3 separate regions of the Mus musculus genome follow, and regions 1 and 3 are each linked to region 2. Evidence: chromatin contacts called from public promoter capture Hi-C data. All regions are on one chromosome and are shown on one strand. The core of a region is the stretch at or near the end of the contact, and the rest is flanking DNA. Distances in the headings are between cores, read along the strand shown. Region 1 holds the start of Serpinh1 (serine (or cysteine) peptidase inhibitor, clade H, member 1). Region 2 holds the start of Olfr520 (olfactory receptor 520). Region 3 holds the start of Kcne3 (potassium voltage-gated channel, Isk-related subfamily, gene 3).

The links. Promoter capture Hi-C pulls out the DNA fragments that hold promoters and counts their contacts.
Region 1: a promoter capture Hi-C map of liver shows a contact between it and region 2, with 2.8 times the contacts expected there. The contact joins the promoter of Serpinh1 here to the promoter of Olfr520 in region 2. A contact is called at or near these places in 4 of 39 promoter capture datasets (hematopoietic stem and progenitor cells, liver and neutrophils).
Region 3: a contact with region 2 is called in a promoter capture Hi-C map of hematopoietic stem and progenitor cells, with 3 times the contacts expected there. The contact joins the promoter of Kcne3 here to the promoter of Olfr520 in region 2. A contact is called at or near these places in 9 of 39 promoter capture datasets (the 3T3-L1 cell line, embryonic stem cells, hematopoietic stem and progenitor cells and 5 more).

What each region holds. Positions count from the first base shown.
Region 1 is chr7:99,351,577-99,355,423 of GRCm38.p6, reverse strand. It overlaps Serpinh1 (serine (or cysteine) peptidase inhibitor, clade H, member 1), which reads left to right and starts at 2,185. Exons shown (of 5, transcript NM_001111044.1): 1 at 2,185-2,371.
Region 2 is chr7:99,733,667-99,737,602 of GRCm38.p6, reverse strand. Olfr520 (olfactory receptor 520) reads right to left here and starts at 2,458. Exons shown (of 1, transcript NM_147063.2): 1 at 1,508-2,458. The coding sequence starts at 2,458. The coding sequence ends at 1,508.
Region 3 is chr7:100,176,000-100,179,945 of GRCm38.p6, reverse strand. Kcne3 (potassium voltage-gated channel, Isk-related subfamily, gene 3) reads right to left here and starts at 1,263. Exons shown (of 4, transcript NM_001360467.1): 1 at 1,180-1,263. Gm51453 (a long non-coding RNA gene) reads left to right here and starts at 1,255. Exons shown (of 3, transcript XR_003946660.1): 1 at 1,255-1,625; 2 at 1,715-2,146; 3 at 2,293-2,562. It overlaps Gm34821 (predicted gene, 34821), which reads left to right and starts at 3,276. Exons shown (of 4, transcript NR_169134.1): 1 at 3,276-3,378.

The sequences.
Region 1 (3,847 bases), core at 936-3,435, 380 kb after region 2:
CGTCTCTACTCTACTCTTTCACTCCTACGAGGGATCTGGATTTGTCTAACACAGGGAGCCTCAGTTTACCCTCTGCAAAACAGGAAAGTCATAGTTCTCTTAGCATCCCCTCCCAGTGCTAGCCCGGATGCTTTCAATGGAGGCCTGGATGCTGGCAGATGGGAGAGCAGAGCGAAGTGGGGGTGGGGCTGTAAGGGATTTTTACACTAGACCTGTGGATAACCCAGCAAACCTCCACACCACCACCACCCCCAGCTTGGATGCACACTGCTCCTTCAGCTCACAGCCTACCAACTGAATTCCAGAAGACCCCAAGAGCCAAGACGAGGATGATAATAGAAAGGGGGTCTGGAATCTAGGTGGAATCCTTTCCTAGCAAAGATTTATTCACATAAGCAGTACATAGAGGATGCAGGAGGACGGGAAGGAGAATCAGCCACCACAAAGATGGATACCGCCCTCCTTTTGCCTACAAAGTTTGCTCAAGATCAGATCTGTTCTACAAAACAATAGCGGCTGCCAGGTCACTGTTCTTAGAGAGAGGCAGGCCCTTGCCTTTGGGGGACATTCATAAGGATACTAAGTTTGCAGATAGGGACGAAGTCCTAAGCGTTTACCTTAGGTTTACCTTGACCCAGTGTCTCCAGCATCCTGGGCCATCAGGCATGTGACGCTAGGCCTGGTACCATGATTTTTTTTTTCTTCTTCTCAAGACCTTTGACTCTGAGATCCTACCAAGCTAAGATTCCTTCACGAAGTTCAAAGACGTTGTGGGGCTTCTGAATGATATTATCATCTGTGGCAGTCACTTGCAAATCCGTATACTCTCTGATCCTTTGATTGGGGTCTAAGTCTATTAGGATCTAATATTTCCCTCAGCCCGAAGTGGGGAAGGCTGGGGGTCCATTCCCTCCCCCACTGTTCTCTATAACTGCAGAGAACTCATCTTTTGGGATGCTGAGTGCAAGGATACATCTGTTCCACAGGCTCTGCATCTGGGAGAAAGAAAATACTTATGAGTCTGTTGATTGAATGTGAGTGAATGCATACAGGGTCTCTCTGGGGCTGGGGCTGGGGCTCAGTGGCAGGATGCTTTCTTTCCTGGTTTTCCTGAGGATCTGGGTTCCAGCCCCAGTGCACTGAAAAGAGGGGGAAAAGCCTCTCACTCCACCTCCTCTCTAGTGATGTCCATCTGTTGTCTGTCATTCCACTATCAGAAGATAGGAGGATCCTAAAACAACAGGCCTCACCTACTGAATTCCCCACTAGCTGCACACACCCCTCACAAAGGAGGTCCTGAAGGCAGGGACTTTGCCCAGTTGTGCAGATTTGTGCATGACACTAGAATAGTAAAGAATACTATCAGTTAACTCAGGGCTCAAGAAGCTATCTCAGTGTAAGAGGTGGGGTGGGGCGGGAGAGCCTGAGATAGTGAGACCCTGAGCCCCAAGAGGCAATGGAGATAGGGAGGGAGGGAAGGAGATAGCAGGGATGACCCATTTGAGACGGAGAAAGGGGCAGTTAGGACTTAACATCAACCAAGGGTACTGGCCCAGAAGGAAAGTCACACAATGCTGTATTTAATTCATCCAGGATGTTCCCTGCTGTATACTACTTCATGTCCAGTGGAACCACCTAGGTGTCTGTCTGAAATCAGTTCAAGACTTGGTTGCCAGGGTGAGGGTCCAGCTAGAATTCTCAGGGCCTCTCCTCCCCAGGGATGTTTCAAGGGTGAACCCTGGTTTGGAGAGGGACCCCTGCCTCTGACTTTTTCCTAAGGCAAAGGAGAGGGCCCCTGACTAAGGAGTAGCATCAGGGGTCCCTGATTAAAGCTTGATAACAGTAGGCAATGGATCTACTGGGGCAGAGCAGGGTCATGTGGGGCAGAAGGGATATGTGATCAGAGCAGGCTTGTGTGGGCAACCCCGAGAAGACGACAACTCCAGTCCCCGAGCGCAGGACTTTGGAGCCTGTCTGCCTTCAGTTCACTCTCGAGTCTAAACCCTGCTTTTCCACGTCCAGGACCGCGGAATCCCAAGAATGCCCTGGCTCCCAAGGTCTAGCTGGTGCGGGAGGAGAGTCCCCTCTACCTAGTAGGGCGAGGGGGCAGTAGGACCCAGGGGCTGGGAGAGAGCCCGCAGGCACAGGGGCGGGAGCCAGGGTGGTTTGGGGGAGGTCTTTGGCTTTTTTTCTCCTCTCCGAGCCACGGCGCCCTCCGGAAGCGTTTCCAACTTTCCAGAAGTTTCTTGGGACAGGCAGGAGGGGGTGGGGCCAGCCATATATAGATCCAGGGCCCGGGGCAGTGAGCTGAGCAGAGCCTGTCTGAGGAGCGATTGCCCTGTCGGTCCCGGAGCAGCCCAGCCCGGCCCAGGTGAGGGGCGGGAGCGGCCGGGCGATTTGGGGTTGCGCATTGGCCAAGGGGGAACGGATCGCTCCAAAGCTTGGGGTCCTGACACAGGTGGGCAGTGAAAGATCGGACTTGGAACTGTCACTTGCCTGGGTTCCCTGGAGCTGCGGTCTAGTACGCGGACTGCCTGGTAAAGTACGGAGAAGTCTCAGCTCGGGGAAGGTTAAAGGTGGTGAGAGGGAATGCGTAGAGCTGGGACTAAATGCTGGTGACCTTCTGCACAACTGAGAGGGGAGGGGAAAGACCTGACTGTCCCATCGTCCACGGGGAAGGGCCAGCTCTGCAGTCCCTAACTCAGGAGTGGAGGCCCAGGGACCCGCAGTGATTGATCCCAGACCAACCTCCCCACAGGCTGTGTAGGGGCCTCTGAACCTAGCACAAGAGGTGTAGACTTGGTGTCTCATCTCTAGCTGTTAAGGACCCCCTTGCTTTGGGGAGCAGTCGCTTTTTAATCAGTATCCTATGTGGAAGGTGGCCGGACTTGACCAATTAGTTCTGCTTTCACCTCACCCGAAAGGGGTGTCGTCAGGGTCCACAGGCCCTGGGTGACTTGAGTCACCCTGGTCCTTCCGTCCACCCATCTGGTTCCTGCAGGGCGAGGACTTCCTCTGAGGCTTTGAGGTATCCTGCCTCCAGCTTGGGGGACATTCCTGAGCCTCCAGACGAAAGGAAGAAGGCATCCATTCCCTGTATGGTCTAACGGCCTAGCTATCAACTTCCTGTGCTTCCTTCTGGGCCCTTTGGCATCCAGGGCACGCATGGAGGCCCTTGGAAAACTGGGGGCTTTGGTTGCCTGGAAGTAAGGCCGAGGCCACACCCTACTCTCTGATAGTTCTGTACCCATCCCCCATTTCCGTCTGGTCCTTTGTCTCTCTCCGAGGATTCCCTGCCGAGGTGTTTTTGTAGTGGGTTGCTGTGTAACAGGACTCCACAGTGGTCGGCCTGGGAGCTTTGCTGAAGGCAGAGCCCCCGGGAGAAAGCCTGACCTGCTTGAGCCGAAGAGGCCCAAGCTGGGCCCTGGTTTCTGCCTCTGCAAAAGAGGTCATCCACCTCCTTACTCCGGGTACCCACTGGGGACTGGGCCCGACCGGCCTCTGCTCCCCACGTCTCTAGGGGTTCCCATTTCTTCACTCTTCTGTTTTCTTTCAGAATGAAAAAGGCAGGCAATGATCTCCCTCTGAGGCCCTTTCAAGGTACTTTAGACCCACCAAGTGTCTGAGAAACCCCCTGGTGCTCCTCCCTGCCTCCTGGCATCTGCTCCCCTTACAGGCTTCCCATCACAGGCTCCCTGGCCCAGTGGTGGACACGGCCTTTGGCTCTGTGATATCTTATATTTTTTTGGTTTTGTTTTGATGGTACTGTAAAATGTCTAACCTTGGCCGGAGGGCTGGCGTTTCCCTGTGGCAGATGGGCTGGGCTTGCCTGTGCAGATGGGCTGCG
Region 2 (3,936 bases), core at 1,209-3,708:
AGCCTCGTTTTCCTCCTATCCCCACTGCTGTGCTCTTCCGCCTAAGTGCACGGAGCAGAGTAGCCACAGAGTGATCCTTTGAAATCACGAGGAAGGGCTGGTGAGATGGCTCAGTGGGTAAGAGCACCCGACTGCTCTTCCGAAGGTCAGGAGTTCAAATCCCAGCAACCACATGGTGGCTCACAACCATCCATAACGAGATCTGAAGCCCTCTTCTGGAGTGTCTGAAGACAGCTACAGTGTACTTACATATAATAAATAAATAAATCTTTAAAAAAAAAAAAAAAAAAAAAAAAAAAGAAATCACGAGGAAGAGAAACCTGGCTTTCGTGCTGTTCTCTCCGCAATTTTGACCACAGTTATAAGAAAAGTGACTAATACAAGTGTAGAGGTTTTGCTCTACCTAAATATGACCACGTAGTTTTTAAACCTTTGGAATAGATTGGTGTGGGGACTTTGAAGAGTTTCGAGATGTGGATTAGAGAAACCATTGTGTGACAGAAGCTAAGCTTAATGGGTGATTTCTGCTCTTCCGCTGAGCTACATCCCCACTCACATGTCTATTCTTTGGTATTGTTTTTTTGATAGGATGTCTTTTTGCCAAGATTTTTTAAATCTTTGCATGTACATGATCTATGTGAATTTTCACGTTTCTCTGTATGGTTGCAGACATGCCCTTGGAGGCAGAGGACAATGGTCCCATGTCAGGCTTCACCTTCCACTTTGACATGGGAGCTTTTGTTTGCTGTGTGTGGCGTGTTCTAGGCTAGCTGGCCTGAGGAATTCGGCTGTCTCTACTTCTCATCTTGCTGTAGAAGCACTGAGACTACAAATGAGGGCTACACATCTGGACTTAGGTGGATTCTGGGGATCCAAACTCAGGCCCTCATGACTGATTGGCAAGTGCTTTAAACACTGGGCCATCTCTCTAGTTTCCAATTTTTAAAATATACTTTGCTTGGCTGCAGTGTGGTGGTGCACGCTTTTAATCACAACACTCAGGAGGCAGAGGCAGGTGGATCTCTGTGAGTTCAAGGCCACCCTGGTCCACAGAGTGAGTTCCAGGACACCCAGGGCTATACAGTGAAGCCCTGTCTCAAAAACAAACAAACAAAAAACCCAGAAATAACAATAAAACCTCACAAAAATACATACACACATACACACACACACACACACACACATTTCTTATACAGATTTTTTCTTTCTTGACTTGCAAATTTTTTTCTTTAGTAAATGTTTTTGAATTATCCAGTAGTGAAAATTTTAGACAAGCTTAGATTCTTATAAAAAATAAAGATTAACATTATCTCTTTCCACAGAGGAAAAGCCATGAACCAAGTTATGAAGATTATTATACAACATTACATTCATTAATTTGGCCATTTTGCAGTCATTACCCGGATTCTACTCCGAGCACTGGACCACTCTGAGTCTTTTTCTCTGAGCTAAACATAGCTAGTTGGAATCCTGGGGCCAGAGTTAGCTGCATTGAGAGGTCAAACATTCACATCATGCCTTTGAGATAAACAATTTTGGTAATGGCCACTTTGACATCTTTGTTCCTCAAAGTGTAGATGAGAGGGTTGAGGATTGGGGTGAGAATTGAATAGACCACATTCCCCATGATGTGGAAGTCCAAGGGCAGGTTAGCTCGGTAAGCCACATAGGCTATGGCAATGGACGAGTAGTAGGTGCCCACCACCAGGAGGTGGGAACTGCAGGTGGAGAAGGCTTTGGAACGCCCTTCCTTGGAGTTGATCCGAAGCACTGACGTCAGGATTCGCACATAGGAGAGGAGCACCAGGAGGAGGGGGAGGAAGGACACCACCATGGCAATACAGAAGCCCATGAGCGTCTGGGGAGTAGTGTCAGAACAAGAGGACTGGACCAGAGCCAGGTGGTCACAGAAGCAGTGGTAGATGTAGGCAATGTCATTATATACCATCTGAGAGGTCTTTACCACTGCTGGGACAGGCAGGAGGAGGGCGGTGATCCAGGCACTGGCTGCCAGTGCAGTGTTTGTCTGTGGGGTCATGTGGACGGGGTAGTGCAGAGGGCGGCAGATAGCCACATAGCGGTCATAGGCCATGACCACCAGGATGAAGGCTTCTGAGCAGGTAAAGCTTTGGAACAGATACATCTGCAATAAGCAGGCAGGGAAACTGAGGAAGCGGTCTCCCAGCAGGAGCAGGGACAGCATCTTCGGGACAGTGGTTGTGGTGAAGAGGATGTCTAGAGCCGAGAGGTTGATTAGGAAGAAGTACATGGGCTTGTGGAGGCTGCGCTCGGCCACCACAGCCACCAGGATCAGGGCGTTCCCCACCAGGATGAGCAGGTAGAACAGAAGGAAAAGAAAGAAGACAGGGAGGTAGAAGGGCTCTGGCAGGGAGGGAATGCCCACCAGGTAGAAGACGGTAGAGCCATCTACTGACCCATTGCAAGTTGTAGCCTCCATAGTGGAACAGAACCTGAGGTCTGGGTCATGGGTGGCTGGAACATCTGAAATCCAGAAAAGAAAAAAAAAAAGAACTCTGTCATAATGATTTCACAATATTTATTGTTAATTAATCTGAAAACAGTTATTTATAACTGACTCCAGAGGAGTGACAGTAGGCTGTGGGATTGGGTCCCACCCTCTGAGCCCCAGATCTGCCAAGTACCAATCATCAGTCTACCAAACTGAAGTTAGCTGACAACCCAAGTGAGGAAAGCAGGCCCAGATCCCAGGCTTTCCTGTGGGAAGGTCAGAGATAAGTGGCTGGTCATTGGATCACTATCACAAAGTGCTTTGGAAAGACAACCCCCCCCTCTACCCCCCAGACCTTATCTCAGACACCACACTACATGACTCAGCTTGTTGGGTCTCTGACATCAAGTTCTTCAGCCTGTGGCCTACTTTGCACACATTCACTGTTCCAGCACACAGCTTTGCAGGGACAGCTTTGTCCTAGGTTCTCGGTAGCATGTTGCAATTCACACACTCATCGGGCCTCCTTCTTTGTGCTCCTCGGCCTGGGACTCTTTTGACTGCATGCAGGCAGAGTATACTGAGCCTCTGCTCCTTAGTAGGATATAGTAGACCGTGGCAGCCCAGCACCCCACCGTCACAACTAGGAAAACCTGGATACGTGACATAAATCATCATTTTGTTGAGATGATGTAGGCTAGCCTGCCTTTGCATTCACCATGTAGCTGAGGCTGATCTTGAACTTCTGATCCTCCAGCCCCAGCTCAACAAGTGTTGAGATTACAGGCATGGACCATCACATTCTAAAAATCAAACTAAGAAGCACAGATGCAGTAAGGTGGAAGGAGTTGGACTTCCCCAGGCTGGGGGACCTTCCAGAGTGAAACTACAATCGCTGGCTTTTTGTTTTGTTTTTGTTTTTGCCTCAGAGTCATCTATTTGATTTGGCGACCATCACAGGCTGGCTTGAACTAGGCAGGGGAACTTGGATGTGAGAGAAAGCAGCAAGCTTTTGTCAATCAAAAGAGGCTTACAAAGTGGATTAGACAGTTAAAGTACTCTGATTGTACAACTAGTCTTTCCCATAAGTCATCTGGATTCTGGGGCTCTGCTAAGGACCTAGGGGGCTGTGCTTCACTAAGATCTCCCAGGAACCCTAGTACTTAAAAGCCCGTGAGAGAGGGCTTGCCTCGCATGTACACTGCTCTTCTCATTTTCCAATAATTTGAAGTTGCGTTGTGTTTATGTGGGAAAGAAGGATGTGGAGGTGGGTGGGAGGGACAGCTAAGGACCTCTCCCATACTCTCCAAAATGAAGCAAATCTCCCTGTCTGTCAGCACTGAGGTGGTAGAGAACCAGAACCCAGGAAAGGTTGGACTCTTACTGCGATTGAAGCAACCAAAAACCTAATTCCAATACCAATTAGCCTGAAGTGCTCAGCACCGGACTCTGCCTGCCTAAGAGAA
Region 3 (3,946 bases), core at 14-2,513, 440 kb before region 2:
ACCTTCTGCTGTGCCCTCTCACAGCCCACAGCCACCAAGGGTCGCCCACCTCCTTTGTGTCCCACCCTTTCTGATGAATCCTGCAGGTCCTTGCCATTTACAAGTGCCTTCCCTGCCCCTACTTGGCCAGTCTGTGTAGCCAAGCATAGGATGGAGGTTCTTGGTCTTGCCTGCCTCCCTCTTAGAAGGTACTTCAAGCTCCCCTGCGTTACAGATAGAAAACATGCCCTGAGGAATTTGAACTGAAGAAAGTTGCTAGTCGGTTTTCATCTTCCGGGAGTCAACAGACTTTAAAGGCAGTTTTTAATGCCTCCAGTTATCGCACCCCTCCATTTGCAATTTACAGAGTGGCTGGAGCCAGAGAGAATGAGTTTATTCGATATCTGTACGTGAAATAAGAGTCCTGGGCTAGGAGTGAGGAAACACTGGTTCTAATTCAATATGGTCCCTGGTGATAAGATTATCCTGGGTCCTCAGTTTCCTCCCATGCAAATTAATAAAGAGAAGGAGGCAGAGATTAGGACTTTGCTTCCCGGGGCTCTAACACACTGGCTGAGACACCTCCCAAACATTCCCCTTTGCCCTAATTGGATTACATGGGGGCAACTGGAGCAGGAGACCCATTTTACAGGAGGTGACCTAAGAAAGCATAAGGCACAAAGCCATGGTTGACCTGCATCAATTTACACTACCTGAAAACTAGAACCCAAGACTCCTGACTTTCAACCTAGAATTGCTACTAACAGCGGAAGATGCTTCAGCCCGTCCCGGGATTTCGGAGGATCTGATCGCCGAGGGCTGGTCACAGTGGAGTAGAATGGGTAGGGCAGTTCTGCAGAGCCCGCAGCTTTGGTAGAGCAAGACTGACTCCTGGAATGTTATTTCCGTGAGTGTCCCGCTGCAGACCTGTGAGTGTCCTCTTATCGGTAGGAGAGGAGGAGCCTTTGCTGCCTGGAGGAAAGCCTGGGAGAGCGCCTTCGGACCACACACGACTTTCCATGCGCAGCGAAACTCTCTAATCCCTATAGTTCCTGGGAATACCTGCTTTTCTCACTAAGGAAGATCCACTCTGTGTTTTAGCAGCACCCCACGTCGGGTCCCCCCTCTGAAGGAAAACACCGAAACCCTGCACGTCTTGCCCGGACTATGGATAGCTTTTCCAACCCTGTAGCGCCTTACCCGCCTCTACGATCTGTCTCCGGTGAACACTGCAATAATGCCCAGATGCGCTCAGTGCTCTCAGATCTCTGCACGCCTACTGGCTCTGGCTCCCTTTTCCTTCCCAGGGTGTCCCTCCTCTGGCCCCGCCCTGCCTTAGCACTCCAGCTTCAGCGTTGGCTGTCTTGGGGCGCCTCCGCCCAGCTCCTTAGCCTTAACCGGGTGCGGTTGCGGGGAACCACCTGCTTCCTGGATCCCAGACAGAATTTTTCTCGTCTGTGTCTCCTTTAAGTCTCAGCCAACCTAGCGAAAAGCTGATTTCCAAACACCCAGACCAAGCGCTAGGTTTTGGTGGAGTCGGGCTTGGTACCTGTGTAGCTGTGTGGCACTGGGCAGCTCCTCTCTGGGGCCTTGGTTTCCTGTCTATGGGTACCACCATTCCTGCACTCGCTCTTCACAGGGTTACGGTAAGATTAGAAGTGTTTTCAGAATCCAAAATACTAAAACCGGAATAGCCAAAGAAAACATCTGATTCTAAGACATACCCTGTTTTCAGTTTGCAGACGCCCAAATTGGGGAGGTGATTCTACACTCAGCAAGCAAGTCAGCGCAGAGCTCGGTCAGAGCTTGGTCTCAGAATCCACGTACTCTAGCAGGCATCTCCCCCCTCAGTAGTCTGTGTCACATGCCCGGTCTCAACTTGTATCCACTCACTTCTTAACTGGTGTCTGTCCCAGAACACTTGTTTTCCAGCCACTGGGTCCACATCCAAATTGTTTCTGATGATATTAAAAATTGTTTCTGTTGATATAGAAGAGACGCTGATAAGTGTCATTTTCCTGTTGATGACAGAAATAGGGATCTGCCTCTCAGGGACTCTGTAGCAACCACTTATCCAAGCTCTCTTCACTAGCGGAGGTCACACAACGAACACACTCAGATGAGCTCCCTCACAATTCTCGCAAAGATCTACTGCAGTATTTCCAAGGTGAGTAATTTCCATCACAGAATATTAGGATATGATTACCTAATACGTGCTTAGGGAAAAACAAGATTGCCACGTGGTGGGCTTTTTGTGCATAATTGCTAATCTCCTTCAGAACACATCCTTGTTGTGTTGTTTCTGTGTGGCAGGTTTCTATCCAGCCGTTCCTCCCTAAGCTGGACACCACCTCTGAGAGCCGTCATCCCGATTACCCCAGTATGCGCTGCTCCAGTCTGCACACCGAGGGCGGTGGGCTCCTCCTGGGAGGTTTGGATTCAAAAGACCCAGAGTGGGGCCCAGAAATCAGCATTCAGAGTTTTGCCTCTGTAGATGTCTGTGCACCGCTTACATGCCAGGTGCCCTCAAGGCCAGTCTTAAGCACCATTGGGAGACTGGGAATCTCGTTTCTCTTTTCTTTTTTTCTTTGTTTGTTTATGTGATTTTTGAGACAGGGTTTCTCTGTATAGCCCTGGCTGTTCTGAAACTCACTCTGTAGACCCAGCTAGCCTCAAACTCCCAGAGCTCTGCCTACCTCTGCCTGCTCAGCACTGGGATTAAAGATGTGCCCTGCCTCCCCCTGACAAAACTCCTAGGCACACAACAAACAAGAACAATGACAAAACTCAACAGGGGTAGAGTGATGGTTCAGCAGCTAAGAGCACCTGCTGCGTTTGCGGGGGACCCTGTTAGGTTTCCAGTACCCATCTAGGATCTCACAACCATCTGTGACTCCAGTTTTAGGGGATCTAATGCCCTCTCCTGACCTCCACTGGTAGCAGGCACACATGTGGGGTAATAGGCCATACAGCTGGGCAAAATAATCATAGACATTAAATAAAACAATTAAATCTGAAAAAAAATTAAAACTAGCCTTGTCAGGTGGTGGTGACCCACTCAGGAGGCAGAAGTAGGCAGATCTCTGAGTTCAAGACCAACCTGTTCTACAGAGGGAGTTCCAGGACAGGCAAGGCTATATAGAAAAACCTGAGAGAGAGAGAGAGAGAGAGAGAGAGACTTGCCTTGGTTCAGTCAAGGTCCTCCCTCTTTTCCTAGTTTGGGAAGAACTTTGCATTCTTGACATAGGGGAGCAACAACTGTCCCTGTCAGGAGTGCTCTGAGGACACAGACGATCTGTTCCAATAATGCTTTAGAATCAGAAACTCTGATTCATACCACCTTAGAGTTCTAGAATCATTCGGCACAGAACCTAAGCAAGAAGGACTTACAGCTCTCTGGTCAGTTCCCCTCCAGGCGAATCCTCTGTAGTTCACGTTGCCACAAGGCTGTCCAGCTTCACCAATGACATGGTGGAAGCTCATTGTCTCAAAAACAGGAAGTGGCCCCTGTTGTCAGGACATCTATCTTCACATCTCAACTGCCTCCTTCTGCCCTTCAGTCTCTGCTCCCACTGGGAACATGAACCATTAACCTAATCTTTCCTTTAGAGAGGGCAACTGACCAAGGAGCCATTGGAAAATGGTCTGGGTGGTCTCATATCCTCCAGCTGGGCTCTGGGTGGCTTCATGTCCCCCAGCTGGGCTCTGGGTGGCCTCATGTCCCCCAGCTGGGCTTTGCAGGCTTCCAATGAGGCTGGACAGAATGATGTGTGCACCAGGCAGTGGGGATGTGTGCAGTAAAGGCATTGCTCCTTTGAGAAGAAAGGGGGCAGAGTGTCCCTGAGGAACTAAGATGGGGAGTGTGAAGGGGAGGAGTGGAGATGGAGACTGGGATGTGCTGACTTGGGCTAGGGGAAGAGACTCAACCTAGAGATATAGACAAATGTATGTATAGATAAGACTCACC